2 separate regions of the Mus musculus genome follow, and region 2 is linked to region 1. The links are chromatin contacts, called in public Hi-C maps. All regions are on one chromosome and are shown on one strand. The core of a region is the stretch at or near the end of the contact, and the rest is flanking DNA. Distances in the headings are between cores, read along the strand shown.

What was found. Hi-C and Micro-C count contacts between places; a contact is called where the count stands out from the background.
Region 2: a contact with region 1 is called in a Hi-C map of the N1E-115 cell line, with 5 times the contacts expected there. The contact joins two enhancer-like sites. A contact is called at or near these places in 1 of 484 Hi-C or Micro-C datasets (the N1E-115 cell line) and 1 of 115 datasets of contacts at active chromatin or transcription factors (embryonic stem cells).

Annotation. Positions count from the first base shown.
Region 1 is chr1:50,961,561-50,964,066 of GRCm38.p6, reverse strand. All of the region lies in intron 4 of Tmeff2 (transmembrane protein with EGF-like and two follistatin-like domains 2), which reads right to left. Among named protein-coding and RNA genes, the nearest start is that of Tmeff2, 35 kb to the right of the region's middle. Within about 2 kb of position 1,251, at least 35 of the 459 cell types and tissues checked have an H3K27ac peak or open chromatin away from gene starts, as enhancers often do. A contact at or near this core is called in the N1E-115 cell line, where this site is marked.
Region 2 is chr1:51,365,462-51,367,967 of GRCm38.p6, reverse strand. No RefSeq gene overlaps it. Among named protein-coding and RNA genes, the nearest start is that of 9330175M20Rik, 33 kb to the right of the region's middle. Within about 2 kb of position 1,252, at least 2 of the 459 cell types and tissues checked have an H3K27ac peak or open chromatin away from gene starts, as enhancers often do. A contact at or near this core is called in the N1E-115 cell line, where this site is marked.

The sequences.
Region 1 (2,506 bases), core at 2-2,501:
GTGCATTGCTGTGATAGATATGCTCCTGTAAGATTACAGGGTCCACAGAACAACTTGTTTTGTTAAATTTATGCCATCTAAAATAAATGTGTGATACAGAAAGAGACATTGTAGCAGTGATGATGCTCTAGGAATCAAGCACTAATGAGGTAACAGTACACAGGAGGATCACTGACAGAGAAGAAAGTCTAAGCCAAAGAAAGCAATGAGCAAAGAGCTTCACCCTATGGGAACCACAGAGCTATTAAAATCCGAGAATCCAGGCTAAGGTCATCACGCTGTCATGCTAAAGGCTCATCAACCACAGGACAGCTATTTTATTGCTAGGAAATTGCTAGACAATTGTGGCGTTCACCCGGAGGAAACGCGCAAATGCCTGAGAACCTTTCTCCGACTTTCAATAGCCTCTTCTACCTCACCTCATCTTCTTCTCTCCATTATCTCTCCCTCTTCTACACCAGGGTTCCAACCACATGTAACCTATGAAACAGCACAGTGATTTAGATGAAAATTCTATGACAGAGGTGATTTCATAACTAATGTCCATCAAGAGGCAGGCATCGCACACTTTCTAGTCCAGACTTTCAGATTTATGAGGCATAATGTTAGCAATTAGTCAGCTGTCTTGACTCAGGGATGCTTTGAAAGTCAAATTCATGGGCTAGTCTGGAGACAACTGTGATCTCTTATTCTGATGAAGAAAACACACGCTGGAACCTTCCTTCTCCCAATTCACTGAATGGTACAGTCTCTGAATCATGAGTTTGCTGTGGGCAGAGCAGAGTCTTGGGCATCCTTATGCATGACATTAGACAGATGTTCAAGAGTGGAGAAAAGGAACAAAGAGAAGATGCTACTCCCTTTTCCATTTTCTGAGGTCACATTAGATGCCTGCAGAAACGTATTATATGAAGAGGTGTTTGGTGTTCACCATCTTAGAGACTGAAATTTCAGGCAGAATTTGGAAAATTGCTAACATCTCAAAGGAGAGTCAAAAATAACAAACTTGGGAAAGAAAAGGTATTGGAATGATACTGGCTCTGAGTCCTTTGCTGACTTGAGTAGCACAGAGCTAGTTGAGATCTGTATGCCTTTCCAACTCCATTCTATGCAAATTTAGTGAGAAATATGGATAGCCCCAAGTATCTATCCCTCCAGGGATATCTATGAAAAAACTAAGCTCACATTTACATCCACAACCATGGTTAGCAACTGCCTTGTTTATGCTGACTTACAGTCATCAGCACAAAAAGTGTTCAGCCCGAGTCCTGTGGTCACTGTTCCTGGAAGGAAGTGATTTGAGGATGTACACAAAGAAAGAGAACTTTTAGTATATTTTAAAGCTTCTACATTTCAGCAATCTGAAAACTTCAACCACAGTATGACGATTCGTTAGCTAAAGACTTAAACTGTTAACGCACTTAAGATTTACAACTTCAGATTATTTTAACTTTTCAACTGGAAGAAATAACTTATATTCCAAACCCCAGAAACTGTTGGCTTTAAAGTGAAACCGGCTCCACCCTTAAGGATACAAAGCCACAAAATTAACTTCAAACCAACCCATAAAATAGGCATGGTGTGAGCTCCCCCTACTGGTACAACATTATTCCCACTTCAGGAATCAAACCAGGTTATAGTTTCTGGGACTAGCTGGATAAAACAAGAATTGCAATTTAGAATTCAAGAGAAGAGAAAGCTAAAGGAGTTTGTGAGAACCAAAAACAATCAACAAAATATAAAAAGCACCTCCCCTAACTTTAGAATAGTCTCCACGAAAGACAGCAAAAGACATGTTTATAAATATTTGAGTCAACCTGTAAGTCCCCACCCAGCATCAGACACCCATGAGTAAAATAAACAACTGTCATTCTCAAGACAACCAAGTTCACATTCGCATGCAGACAGAGAAGCCAGCAGAGCTTAATTGAAGTGATGCTTACACACTGACAATGGATCCCCTCCCTTAACAGCACATAAGAAACGCTGCAGGCTTCAGAGAAATAAAATAAATTATGTAGCACCACGGAGGCTGAACAAAGTCTGAGGGCCTTGGGGTTTTCTGCACTGGGAAATGACTTCTATATTGTTATGTGAACTGGGACAATGAAGGGGAAAGCTGTAAGTTTTATACTTCAAGCCACTCAAATTAGTTGTCCGCAGAGCAGAAAATTCAATGTGCAAGAATCAATGATAAATACAGGTAAAGTGCTACTGTGGGGACATTCGCAATAGCAGCACAACGGAAACGCAACAAAGGTGTTGAGGCTGCTATGCTGTTATAGAGAAAATATAGTGTAAGATGGCACTCCTGCTCTGTCTCGATCAACAAAGGGAGCTGTTCCAAGGTGTCTGCTATATTTGTACGGCTGCACTTTGATTATAACTGATTCTGTTATCACAATCTGCTACATAGCCTACATAGCACATAAATGCATAAAGCCATTTAAAAGCCAAATTACTGAGTTCCCTGTTATTGTATTTTACCTTTTACTGCCATACCGGG
Region 2 (2,506 bases), core at 3-2,502, 400 kb before region 1:
AAACACTTATCCTACTTCTCCAAGAGCTTTTTTTTTTTCCTTTTATTTTTTGGTGAGTACAATGTCACTGTCCTCATACACACCAGAAGAGGGCATCAGACCCATGACAGATGGTTGTGAGGCACCATGTGGTTGCTGGGAATTGAATTCACTGGCCTCTGGAAGATTAGTCAGCGTCTGAGCCAGATCTCCAATGGGCGGTCCCTTGTTTAACCATAAAGCCAAAATATAATTAGATAACATTGAAGCTCACCTCAGTGCACCCCTCGCCTTGTGTTCCCATCCTTCAAAAATGTACAGGCTCCCTTTGGGAATGAGGTTCAGACCCTGAACTGGCTGCCTCCCTGAGCACTCAGAAAATAGACCTTTCAATTTTAAGCTTCCACGTCTCAAGTGAGTTGTTTTTTTTTTTTTTTTTTTTGGTTTTTTTTTTTTTTTTTTTTTTTGGCTTCCAACCTGAACCCAACACCAAATGTGCTCTGTGGCATGAACCTCTTTTTCTTCTCTCTCCCACTTTTTCTTTCCCTCCCTTTCCACATCCCAATACCCACAAAGCATATGAACTTGGGGAAAGCCAAAGGTTAAAATTAGAAATGTATTCTCCTTCCACTTAAAAAAAATGTTCCCTAAATAAGTAGTAATACTACATATCTGGATAAAAATTTAATGGCATTAGAGTGAGGAAATGAAACAGATTAACTCCACGGGAGGACTTGGAGAGAACCTCATGGGGATGTAGGATGTGAGCAGGGCTGGACGGATGGGAAAGATCGAGAAGGATGTAGAGACAAAGTTTAGAGAGAACATCGGATGAAGGAAGTTGCAGCGTAGCAAAAGGGAATGTGTGCTGTGGGTAGTGGACTGGCTTGAATGGCTTCAGGAGAGGGTTTCTAGCTACTGTGCTTGGGAACCAATGGGTGGAGTGCATTTGTGATGTCAGGACCAAGAGGACGACTACACTCCCCTTCATTCTGTTTTTCTCTGTGGACTTGATGGTGTGCCCCACTGGGCTGGTGACCGCGACACTCACGTGTCTAAAGTGAGGCTAGAGGAGCACTGATCCTGGGAAGAATAGTATTTCGTTATTTTATTCTCTTAGTACCAGGGAATTCTCACCATGCTTGCCGCTTCCTACAACCTTTGTGTTTGTGGGTACTTAGATGAGCTTTCCTTTTATAGATGCTGAATGTAAAGGAGGGGGCCAGATATGCACAGCTTGAAAGCCAGGTGAGGAGGTGTGGGTTTGTTTTTGGACACAAGGAAAGAACTCTGAAACTTGGAAGAAGGAAATATACAATCGAAACTGTGTTTTCTGAAGATAGCACAAAGAGCAGTATGGGAGGAAAAACAAATTACAGAGAAGAAAAGCTCAAGACAAGGAGACCTGTCAGCTGTTGTCACAACCATCTAGGAGAGTGGGCAGAGCCTGGGCTGAGGGTATGGAGGCTGTGGGAGTTTAAGAAAGAAATAAACTCAATTATATCTGGCAACATCCAGATGCAGAGGATGCAAACAATAAAGAAAAGGGCCTGGGGTCACAGTCGCCTTTCAAATTCAGATGTCTTAGGAACCTTTCATCCAATTTGACACTTTTATATGATTAAGTAGGTTTTATCCTACTGCTGAGCTCTGATATAAAGTGTGAGTCTTGATATCGCCCTCAAATCATTACTGCTGTTGAAAAGCTTTGATGGAAGCCTTGGATGCTGGGGGTGTCTGTTTGAGTAACGAAGGACTCCAGCGGGGGTGGGGGATTACAGTTAGTGAACACAGCAGCTCCTGCCAGTTTGCTGGAGAAGGAAGAGAAGAAGCGCCAGCTGCACCTCAGAGATTTGGGGCTACCATCCACACAAGCTCTGCAGCAACTCAATTGTGCCTTTCAAGAACTTTTAGTTGAGGCCCTTGATGTTGAACAGGACTGTGCTATCTGCGTTGAGGGCTTCCTGATTTCCTCTTGACATGAAAAGTCCTGTAGGAAATCAATACAATGTACTTGACTATAAATTGTTCTCTTTGTGAGGGATACGTTGGCAGCTGTCATCCACATCGGCTCTTATGAACTGCAAACCCAGTCATAGCACGTGTGGATTGTAGCCTGTCACATCAGGAATGGCTTCCAAAAGAATGCCTATGAGGCCACCTGTGACTTCACCAAGGACTTTACAGTTGTTCACAGAATGATACAACTCCAAGAAAGCACCTTTTGACAGCCTGTGAAGTTTTGCAGGATTTTACAGAATCCACAGGTGAGCGTCTTGTGGAAACTATTGAAAGGAATTGCCACCCATAGCCACACCTGTCAACAGCCATAGCATCAAAACAATCTCAATTCCTATGGAGTGTTGGAGCCCAGTGATGTCAGAGGAGAGATGCACACAATTCTTCATTCTTAAAAGGAGCTGAAAAGGGGCAGGGGAAAGCTGAATGGGAGTGCATTTGAGAAGCATCATGGTGGACTCTAGCATGAGGCATCATGGTGGACTCTAGCATGAGGCATGTCATAGCA